2 separate regions of the Manis pentadactyla genome follow, and region 2 is linked to region 1. The links are chromatin contacts, called in public Hi-C maps. All regions are on one chromosome and are shown on one strand. The core of a region is the stretch at or near the end of the contact, and the rest is flanking DNA. Distances in the headings are between cores, read along the strand shown.

Region 1 (5,940 bases), core at 2,034-4,533:
GAAATAAGGAGGAAAGAGGGAAGGAAGAAGAAAAAGGAGTAGGGGGTAAGGGTAAGTCAGGATGACAAAAGAGAGGTCAAGAAAACCAGTCAGTTAATTTTATTTTCTTTTGATGTGATTCGTGCCAATTTTATTGTGGACACCTTCTCTGTGACCCCTTGGTCAGTGAATCATTTGAAGAGCCAGCCTGTACGGTGAGAGGTCCGGAGAGATGATCTCTTGGGTTCCTTTATTTTTTTGATTGTATAATTTCGTTATTTTCATTCCATTATTATAATAGCATTAAGGGAACTTCTAAAGAAAGAAGATGACTCACCCCTAATTCCATTCACCTATTCTGTTACCTGTATAACAGAGTTACAGCAGCTAGAATCCTGTCTGTTAGCCCAGTCGGGGAGGGCCCCGCTCCTCCACCGGAGATTCATCACTCCCTTTTCTGCAGTCCGTTTTTCTCTGCTTGCTCCTCATCCTGTCTTGCTTCATACTTGAAAGGTTTGGCCAGGGACATTTCTTATGTGTCTGTTCTTTCTCTAATACCTGTCGAGATAACATCTTTAGGGATTCTAGCCTGAGAGGTGAAATCCCCCTTTCCAAGCACCGAAGCCATTCTATTTCTGGCCACCAGGGGGCACACAGAAACTTGCCTCAGGCCCCTCCTTCTGCTACGGCCTCCTGGGTCATTTGAGGAGAAAGAGGTCTTTGGCTGATCCGGTTATCCCTGTAGAACTATTTTTAAATCTTTGTTTCTGGTTTCTATATCAAGTCTTTCTTTCTGTCCTTCCCTCTGATTTTCTCTTGTTTTCATGCATGCTCCTCAGAGGTTCTCTGAGATAGCTTCACCATCATCCACATCCCTTTTCCCAAGACAGTGATCTTCAGATTTTGTGTATGTGAGGTCTTAATCTGGTCTGAATCCCCTCTTGTGGGGAAAAACAATTCCAAAAACTGTAGTACATTCTTTAGGGATTCTAATGGTGCCTCTGATGGTGAAGAGTTGAAATCTTTTGAGGATCCAAAGCTATTTAGAAGCCAAGTCTTGGCTATTAGAGTAGTGATCACTCTGGGTAATGTTTTTGACACATGTGGTGTGACAGTCTAATACCCATACTGATTTTCCTGTGTGGCTTGGAATCTGGCCTTGGAGATCACTCCCCAGTTGGAGTACAAACTTGGGTGGAGCAATGAAATAAGTGTTTCATTCTAAGGTGAGTACGCTGGAAGGAAAACTTCAGCCTCATCGCCTGTCCTCACATCTCCTCTGTCTGTGAAGCAGACCTTTGTATATAATAATTTGGAAATCTTAAAGAGGAGCATGCAAGTGGTGAATCTAGTGGAACAAATACAAATAAGGGAAGAAAGGGGATTCCAGGTTGGAGATTTGATCCCCTTACTGCCTTGAGGGGGCCTTTTATTTGAACTACAAAGCCTTCTTTGGTATCAGGTAGATGTGAATTTGAGGACAAGATCAGTTCGTTCTTAGAATATCTTGTGCTTGCGCACAGGCTGTTCTGAGAAGTGGAATTGGTGAATCATTGGGAATGTGCATGTTAAATTTTAATAGAGATAGATAAATTACTCTTCCAAAGTTTATAGTCTAAGGAAAACAAACAACCCAATTAAAAAGTGGGCAAAATGATTGACAGACACCCCACCAAAGAAGATAGGCAAGTAGCAAATAAGCATATGAAAAGTGCTCTACACTGTATGTCATCAGGGAAATGCAAATTAAAACAAAAATGAGATACCACCATACACCTATTAGAAAGGCTAAAATCCAGAACACCACACCATCAAATGCTGGTGAGCATGTGGAGCAACAGGAATTCTCATTCATTGCTGGTGGGAATACAAAATGGTACAGCCACTTTGGAAGATAATTGGCCATTTCTTACAAAGCTAAACATAGTCTTACTATATGATCCAAGAATCATGTTTCTAAGGTATTTACCCAAATGAGTTGAAAACTTATGCCCACAACCAAACCCTGCATAAAGGTGTTTATAGCAGCAGCTTTATTTATAATTACCCCAAATTGGAAGCTACCAAGATGCCTTTTAATAGGTTGATTGATAAACCATGGTACATCCATATTAATGGAAAACTATTCAGCAATAAATAGAAATGAGCTACCAAGCTGCAAAAAGATGTGGAGGAACATTAAGTGCATACTGTTAAGAGAAAGAAACCAGTCTGACTGCATCCTGTATGATTCCAACTATACGGCATTCTGGAAAAAGGCAAAACGGTAGAGACAGCGGTTGGACAGGGAAGGGAGGAGGAAGGAATGGGTGGCACACAAGGGCTATTAGAGCAGTGAAACTGTTCTGTATGGGGCTGTAGGATAGGATAACGGTGGGGACGGGACATCATGCAATTGGCAAAACTCAGAGAGCTGCACAACAACACAAAGACTAATCCTAATGTAAACTATGGGCTTCAGTTAATAAGAGTATATCAGTATTAGTTCATCAATTGTTACAAGTGTGCCACACCAATGCAAGCTGTCAATTATAGAGAAAACTGCATGGGGGAAAGAGCACATGGGAACTCTTTGTACTTTCTGTTCAATTTTTTGTAAACCTAAAAGTGCTTTAAGAAATAAAGTCTAATTAAAAAATTAATTTACGGACTTACCGTTTCTACTGTTTTTGTTTACAGTGTTTGATGACAGAATTTTGACAGATGGCCAAGCCGGTAGATCGGGTTTGGTCTTTGGTTATTGTGTGAATTGCATTTCCCTGAGTTCTACTTAGAGGGACCATTTTTTCCCAGATTGTAGGACTTCCCAAATTTGCTTATGATAAATTGCCTGTTCCTGTCTTTTGCTTGTTTTCCCAGTTGATGGTGGACCTTTTGATTGTGGAATTGTGGGAGTTGAAACATTTCTGCTCAATCATACTTTTTTTTACACGTGGCAAATATTTTCTCACAATCTGTCATTTCTTTCTCAGCTTGGATAATGATGTCTTTTGTCCCACAGAAAGCTTTAAATTTTGGAAGAGTTTGGCTTGGAAGCAGGTTTCTGAGGAGGCATGTGATCTGAGCTAGCCCTCAGTCAAAACCCATTTCTCCGCCAGTTTTGTCCTTTTTGCTCCCGATTCTCCAAACTGAACCCTGTTCACATGTGTCCATGGAGGCTCCATTTGGCCATGTTTTGAAACTGGCACAGCTTTATCTAATGGGATGAACCAGGCTAAAGAGATTAGCAAGATGTCTTGTGGATCCCACTTTTAATCAGCAGCGTTCAGGCTGTCCCTGCTTGGCTGGGGAGGGAGCTGCAGAAACGACGCTGAGGACTGGCCCCTTCATGAGCAGTGACTCCCAAGCCCCTGTTACCACTACTGAGTTAACGGGGGTCCCAGGCTAGGGGACTCAGCATGGGCATCCCCCACAGCAGCTCTCTGCAGCTCGGGCTGTCTGCACCCTTCCCAAGGCCCTGAGCCTTCAGCTCCTGGGCTCACTGAGGTCAGGAGTGGGAACTGTGCTGTGGGAGGCGGCCTGGACTGCACGCTGCAAGCATGGCGCTGATGAAAGTCAAATTTGACCAGAAGAAGCGGGTCAAGTTGGCCCAAGGGCTCTGGCTCATGAACTGGCTCTCTGTGCTGGCTGGCATCATCATCTTCAGCCTAGGGCTGTTCTTGAAGATCGAACTTCGGAAGAGGAGTGATGTGATGAATAATTCAGAGAGCCATTTTGTGCCCAACTCCTTGATAGGCGTGGGGGTGCTGTCCTGTGTCTTCAACTCCCTGGCTGGCAAGATCTGCTATGACGCCCTGGACCCTGCTAAGTACGCCAAGTGGAAGCCCTGGCTGAAGCCATACCTGGCGGTCTTTGTCCTCTTCAACACTGCCCTCTTCCTGGTGGCCCTCTGCTGCTTCTTAATGCGGGACTCACTCGAGGGCACCTTGGCCCAAGGGCTCAAGAATGGCATGAAGTACTACAGGGACACAGACACGCCTGGCAGGTGTTTCATGAAGAAGACTGTCGACATGCTGCAGATCGAATTCAAGTGCTGTGGCAACAATGGCTTTCGGGACTGGTTTGAGATTCAGTGGATCAGCAATCGCTACCTGGACTTTTCCTCCAAAGAAGTCAAAGAGTGAGTGGCCTCCAATCCTGGGGTCATGGGGACATGGAGGCCTGGTGCCTTTTCCTCCCCATTGGGTGATTTGTGTAGACACATATTACTGTATATGTGTGACTGTATTTGGTTGGACCATATGGAATTGCCAATATGCTAACATTTTTGACATGTAAAGATGCAACTTCATATGGCTCAACCTAGTGTTTGACTACAGTGGGAGAAAGGTGTTGAGTTATATTAGCTGCTTGGATAGAAGTCTTCAGGGAGGAAGACCCAGCCAGGAACGTGTGTCTGCTTCATACATAAGGGATGGGACATTCATAGATCACATATCCTGAGATGTTATATGGCTATTTGTCTCATTCACTCCAAGTGCATGATTCAGTCCCAGAAGCTTAAATTTCCTGGTGGTCTCTCCTCTTTTTCAACCTTCCAGCCCTAAACAACCCCTTTCAGGGTGTTCGTCCTTGGATCAGGGGGAAAGAGCAGAGGCCAGGGGAGTTAGGAAGTCTAGGCCATAGTTTTGACTCTGCTGTTAATTAGCTTGTGACCTTGGGTAAGGCACTTGCCACTCTGGGCTTCTTGTCCGTCTTCTAAATGGAGGCCCTGGAATAGTCTTGGAGGAGACACACTACCTCTGTCTAAAGCCTGGCATTCAGCAGGTGCTCATTAAATGCCTGCTAGTATTACCTTCTTAAATCATGAGAGTGTAACATGATATTTTGCTTGTGCAAAAATTAAATCCTGAGGTGGGATGTAGGCAGGTATTGGTGAGAAAGAGAATTTCATCCTCTGTGCTAGAGATAACAGCGCGTGTACAGATTCCAGCTGCTGCTCTTCTCAATAGACCCGCCATGATGGGCCTCCCGTCATTTTCCAGAGAAAGGGGAACCTGCCCCGAGCTAGTGGCTCTTCCTCACCTCTTCTTTCTGTCCAACTACCCCCATTCCCTGGCTGAGGCGAGGGGTTCAGTTGTTCATCCAGATAGTTTTTCCTCTGAGTAAGGCTTGCAGGTCCCAGGGGACTTGCACACAGGGTGCTGGGCCCACTGACAGCAGGGCATGGTGGAGCCCCGAGAACGTGAGGCCCAGATGGCTAGCTTAGCTGCACCCCACATGGAAGGGAAGTCAGACTGAAGGTCACTGCTTGGGATTTTATTTTCTCTGTGGATGGGGATTACTGCTACAAATCCCTCGTCAGGAGAGGCTTGTAAACCATTCTGCCCTTCCTAGGTGACAGGTTTGCAGGGACAGTACAAGGTGGCATGATTTACACAATTTGCTCCAGGAGGCTGTGAAGCCAGAGGCACAAGCAGAATTCCTAGGGGTGAGAGAGGTGGGGCAGGATGCAGCCTTCGTGAAATGAGAAAGAACTTTTCACCTTTTCCTGTAATTTTCCTTGATTGCCTTCTGCACAGTCCTTGGAGAGACTTCTAAAAATCTCTCAGTAAACCCCAAGTCCCTTCTTGTCCCAGAGCCAAGAAATTCTCTGGGTTGCTTCACTCCCAAAGGTCAGCATGTCTACGTTTTCAGGCTAACATTAAACTTGATTGAAACTACCTCAATTCTCCATAGCGGCTTGTTGGTGTGAGACTGTCTAAATTCCATTCGCTTGAAAAAGTTTCTCTGTTACACAAAAAAATATGGTGACATTAAGAGAAACAAAAACAGCAAAAAGGGCAGGTTCTCATCCACAAATGGCTTTAATTTTTCCACATTTCAATTCAGTCTTGTTGACATTTACATAATAACATCGTGTAACCATGGCATAAATGTAATTAAGTGCCCCAATTTGTAATTTGGTAGTATAACATTTGCATCTGTTCAAACAGTTGTTTTCCTCCCAGCTTTACTGAG
Region 2 (5,940 bases), core at 1,072-3,571, 200 kb after region 1:
AAAGTTAATCACCCTAGTTATGGGACAAACCAGGATAATGTACCCTTGACTACACACGCTGAGGAGGACAAACATCAGGGCATTTCTGCCAGAAACGTAAAGCCCGAATCTAATCTTCAAAATACACTGGGCAAACCCCAATGGCGGGATGTGCTACAATGTCATTGGTCTGTGGTCTTCAGAACTCTCAGGGTCAAATAAGACAAACGCTTACATTAAAGCTTCCAAATTAAAGAGTAAGGAGACAGGACAAGTAAAGGCAATGTGTGATCAGACCAAAAAAAGGACACATTATTGTGACAAACTGACCAAACTTGAACATGGATTATAGAATTGTATCAGTGTAAAATTTCCTGATTTTGGTCATTGTATTAGTCCTGGTTCTCAGAAAAAACATGCTGTAAAAGGGCTTCGTGTCTCCAACTTTCTCTAAAAGAGAGAGAATAATGAAGCAGATGAGGCAAAATGTGAACTAGGTAAGATAGGAATTAGTTGCACTGTTCTTGCAATTTTGTGTAAATTTGAAATCCTATCAAAGTAAAAGTTATAAAGAAAGGGAAAAAGCAATTGATGAATATTACATGCTAATATGTAGGAAGAGATGAGGTATAGCTATATTATGCCCAGGGGCTTAATGATCTTGAGTTGTATTGAATTTTTAGATGAATATGGGAAAGATTGGTATATTTATGACAGTAATCCTTGTCATAGATGAGCTGTTTTTTTTTTTTAACCATTTTCTCCCTTTAAAAATAAACTGCCTTCTAGGCAGGTGTACTTAACTGGGAGTCGGGACCCCTTGAGTATATGATTGCAGGCAAATCAATTCACTTCTTTTTGCCCTGGATTTGACTCAGAAAAGGGGGAGCTTGGGGAAGTTTGAAGCTCACTCTGTGCCCCAAGGTTCATCTCCAAGGTTTCTGTTGTACTGAAGACAACACCCTCCACCTTCCCACCCCCGACAGGTGCTGAGATGTGCACTGACTGACCGGGGACAAGGTTCAGACCTGAAGAGCCATCCCCAGTAATTCAGCCTAGAAAGCGAAGTTCTCCATGCTCAGAGACGTGGGGATACTGAGGCTTTCTCCAGATTAGTTATCTAGGTCCACCCCACCTCTCTCCATACTGGCAGCAGAGAAAAGGTATGTGAGGCAAACCTAATGGTTTAAGGGACTTTGGAGGTGCTGGACTGGCTGACTTTAAGTAATGAAGGGCTTGAAGGGGTTTCAATTTTTAAACTCAGTTTCCAGGTGCACATTTACAAAATGTATCTTCTTAGCTGCTGGTGTCACTGGAGGGCTTAAGCAACCCTGTGAATGATTTCATGGAATCTTCCATGGCTTGAAGAGCTGACAGGGATTTTTGCATAATCCTCCCAATCGCCCAAGCAGTGCAGAAGTGGCCTCTAGCATTCTCTGCAGGGAAGACCTGATCAGTCCCAGTTCCAAGGATCCAAGGGGAGCTCACCATCTGCGCCAAGATAGCTCGTCCCATTTGTGACAGTTCCTTAGCTCCTCACCTCTGGAGTGGCAGGGGCTCTGGTGGGAATGAGAAACCAGGTCCCCAGGCTACTCAGACAGGACTGACCAGTGTGTCTGCTAGTCCCGCCTTCAGCTCTCGAAAGGGGCGGGAAGGAGAGTCAGAGAGCAGGGGCATGGAGCAGAGGTGAGATGGAGAGGAGGGAAGGGAAGATGGGAAGGGACACAATGATGGGAGAGAGGAGGGGGCTTGGGGGAGAGTGAGACTGAAAAGGTGAGGGGATGGAGAGAGCAGAGAGAGAGAGGAAGGGCCAGAGGACTAGGGAATGGGGAGCTCCCCTGGGCCCCGTCAGCTCACACAGACATGAGCCAGGGGCGCCTCCCCAGCAAGTGCCTTACCCCGTTTTTGTCGAAGGCTCGGAACATGCCCTCTACATACTGGGTGGCTTCCCTGTTGCCTGTGACCTTGAAGAAGCGCTTAAACTCGTGCATGAAGAGTGTGCCGCTGGGGCACTCCACCACGAACTTCTTGTACCACCCCTGCAGCTCTGCCACGTCCATCTCACCGGCTGCCTCGGTCTCCTCCCAGCTGAACTGCTGCCCCATCCTGGCCCCCAGAACGTCACGGAGCAAGGGTCTGTGTCTCCTCCCAGGCGTCTGCGGACTGACTCCTTAGGCTAAGGCCCTTTGCCTCCCTTCTGTCTGCTTAGCCAGCCTCTTCACGGTCTCCTGGGCAACTGAACATGATGGGCAGCACGAGGGCAGGTGGCAAGGGGGGGTGGGACCGGCCAGCTAAGTGCCCTAAGGGCATTAGAAAAGTCCCCTGGGAGGTCTGACCTCCGGCTGCTAAGCTCCCGCAGCACCCCCCCACCCTTGTCTTGTCAACTAAACCACCTCGGCGGCTTCTGGAGGGGAGGAAACGAGAGGCAGAGCGCAGGGGAACTGAAGACAAGTGGGGAAAGCAGGCTGACAGCCTCCGCCTTACACAGGCTGGTTGCCCCTTTAGTTGGGCGCCACGCTGCCCCAGACACGAGACTCAGCAGTCCAGAGAGGAGGCGAGGCCAGCTCCCAGCCTGTAAAACAGAATCCGCCGGTCCCCTGCGGCTACTCCTCCACATGGCCTAGTGAGCAGCAGCAGGATCTATACTGTGAAGGGCTCCAGGTGGGCAGCTCTGTCCCTGAGCTCAAGCCCCAGCACAGCGTCCTTAGCTCCACTACAGCTCGCACCCTTCCGTCTTGGAATATTTCCACTTCCCCATCTAAAGTACAAACGCTTCCCTCCAACACCATTTGCCCAAGACCCAGGAAGGGTTTTTGCTGCTTTTTCTCCAAAGCATGAACATGTGGGTATGATCTGGGAGCAAAGGGTCTTTTATATTAAAGGTTCATGTAAATATGCTTTTGGATCAATTTTAAGTTCATGCTTATTTTAATGAAAGTGTCCCCTCCAAGAAATCAGAAAATCTGGAGCACTGATTATTCTAGATTTTAGGGACAGTCGTTGGTTCCAGTGAGTCTCATACTCTAAGGGGCAGCCCGTCTCCCCTTCTGCATCTCCAGGCCGACCCCTCTCGCCACTCCCTGCCCCCACACAGCCCTCATCTCTCAAAGTCCTGACTTCCTTGCCATTCCTGAAGTAGGAAACCCACTTCCTCCTGCTATCCTTTCACGTACTTGTGGATTTCCCCGCTCCCATTTCACATCCTTTGGGGTATGGAGAGCAGGACTAGATTCCTCCTTGCTCTTAGTAGTTGCCTCCACTTTTTCTCTTTTCTCCCTTAACAATGCCCGTCCCTTCAAAGGCAGGTGTCCCCCGTGCATTCTTCCTTGTTGCCACGAGTCACCAGTGACCTCACCACTGTCGGCGCATCAGCACAGTGACCTCCATGTCTCGATTAGTAGCTAATCCACCCCCCACTCTGGCCTCAAAGGTTCTTGATTTCTGGAGCTCCAAAGAGCTTTCCTTCCACCCACCTTGGCCTGCCACTTACTTGTGGTCCCCAGGCCAGTGGCTGCAGCATCTGTGAGCTTGTTAGAAATGCAAATTCTCCAGCCCCACTTCTCCCACTGAAGCAGGAACTCTGGGAGTGGGCCCAGCAACCTGTAATGGAACAAGCCCTCCGGGTGCTTCCAGTGGACACAGAAGCCTGCGGACCCGCACTGGAGGCCTTGCCGCACTACCTCTGAAACACACCACCACCTCCACCTCTCCTTCCAGCCCACTTAATCTAACACCTTCACCCTGCTACCTGCCCAGCCTTGAGTCTTGAACCTGTGATCTCTTAGGTTTCCTAACATCTGTCACCTCGCTCACATCCTTGCTTTCCTCCTTACCCTTATCCACAGGCCAGAACTCTTGCCGTTTCCTTGTCATGACCTTGACCTTTGTGCCGCTCTCTCCCTCCACAAGTCACTTGGCAAGACCTGACCCAGGCTAAAGCTGTCCACTAACCATACATAACACCTCACCTGCACCCAGAAGGCTGGGCATGACTACAGGAAACCACGTTGGCTGCACACACTTCGAATTAACTCGGATTGTGCTGCATCCCGCTCCCTGCTGTCTTCACTCCCCACTCCTGGAGATGACCCTCCCGCGCTGCTGGCCTTGGACCCTACACTCATCCCCATGCTCAGCTCATGACCTTGCCACACACCTCACTTCACAGTGAAGCAGATGCGCCCGACAGCCCTCACCTTCCCTGGTGCTTGCCTGCAAGTGTACCCGTGAACTTGGCCCTTCCTCCGGGTTCCATGCAAGCAGTGTCCCTCTCCCACTTCTCTGCCTTTCAGCTCCTCCCCTTGTTTTCTAGGTCTCCTCTCTCTGCCTATTCAAGCACTTCCCTCCCACCATTACCCCTTCTTCTGTGTGTTTAATTCAACCTTCCCTCATGGATCATTCCTGTCTGCAGACACGATTTACTGCCACTTTTATTAAAACAAAATAAAGCAAAAGTCCTTCCTCGATCCCACACTCAGGGGCCCATTATGACTTCCGTGGGCCTACACACATATTCCTTCACATCTTCTAAGCTCAATATTGAATAAATTAAATAAATGTTAAAAATGATATTTTATCACTTATTGGTATGAAATTCAGATCAGATTATATTCATTTTTTCTTCAAATTTTGAAAGAAATTCAAACATTTTAAAAGAAATTTACAATCCTGCAGGCACTGAGCACTGTCCCTAATGGAGCCACCGGCCCTGCCAACCCCTGCTCCTCTCCAGCTACCGTCTGATTTTGGTTCCCCTACAACCAAACCCTTGGTGCAAGATGGTATTTTTCCAAAATCGCACAGTAATAGACCTGGTCCCCCATGTTCCTCCCATCAAGAGGAAGAGTCAATTTCTCCTTCTCTTCAACCGGGACAGGACTTTGTGGCTATTCACTGAAGAGAATGGGCAGATGTGACACTACGTGACTTCCAAGGGAGGTCATCAAGGCAATAGGGTTTCCACCAGGCTCTGTCTCAGACTTGCCCTTGGAAGTCAGCCACCATGTGGGGAACCCCAGAGCCTACGGAGGGGATCCTGGTGACAGCTAGCCCCAACCACCAGATGTGCAGGTGAGCAAGGGAGTGAGCCTGAAGGTAGGTTACCCCAGCCCATCTTCCAGCCACCCCACCTGACACCAAATGGAGCAAACATTGTCCCTCCACAGCCCTGGCTGAGCTGCAGATCTGTAAGGGCTGTCCCTTAATCACTAAGTAAGTGTTGAGTGTTTAAGGTAGCAATATAACTAAACATTCTCAAACCTGTTTTGTCATGTTTCTTATTCTCTCCTCAACTTCAACTGGATGCTCATTCCCCACTGCTCCATGGACACGTTCATAGTGGTCACCAATGACCTGCTGTTCTTCCTCAACCTGCCAGCAGTCATCACAGCTCATCACGTGGATTCTTTCTTCAAAACTCTAGGTTTCAGGGACCCACTCTGCACTTCAACCTCACTGACTGCTCATCTCCTTCCTAGCACCTCCTTTTTAATATAGCTCTTCATGCCTGGGGCTCCCAAGCCTATCCTCAGCCCTTTTCTCTTGTCTACCTACACATACTCTCTCCCTAGATGGGCTCATTCACCCCTCGACATTATATACCATTTGTGGGTTGCTAGCTTCCAAATATCTATCTTCAGCCCTGGATGTCTCCCCAGAACTCCAGATTCATGAACTCCACTGCCTACTGGACCTCTCCATGCAGATCACAAACTTGGCAAGGCCAGAGCCAAATTATTGATTTCCTTCCCAAATTCCTCCTCGACCCTTCTCTACCTCAGTGACAGCATCACCATTTATCCAGCTGCTTAGGCCAGAAACCAGGAGTCATCCTTGAGTTTTCTTTCTCTTAGATCCCATTTCAATCTACTAGTAGGTCATTCCATCAAATCCACCTCCAAACTACATTCTCAATCCAACCTCTATCACTCCATTCCATCACCACCTCCATTACTGCAACTC

What was found. A called contact is a pair of places that touch in the nucleus more often than the background predicts.
Region 2: a Hi-C map of fibroblasts shows a contact between it and region 1, with 3 times the contacts expected there. The contact joins the promoter of GUCA1B here to the promoter of PRPH2 in region 1. A contact is called at or near these places in 2 of 3 Hi-C or Micro-C datasets (fibroblasts and skin fibroblasts).

The regions. Positions count from the first base shown.
Region 1 is chr16:30,052,440-30,058,379 of mManPen7.hap1, forward strand. PRPH2 (peripherin 2) reads left to right here and starts at 3,284. Exons shown (of 3, transcript XM_036907264.2): 1 at 3,284-4,099. The coding sequence starts at 3,519.
Region 2 is chr16:30,255,857-30,261,796 of mManPen7.hap1, forward strand. GUCA1B (guanylate cyclase activator 1B) reads right to left here and starts at 2,322. Exons shown (of 4, transcript XM_036907279.2): 1 at 1,878-2,322. The coding sequence starts at 2,084.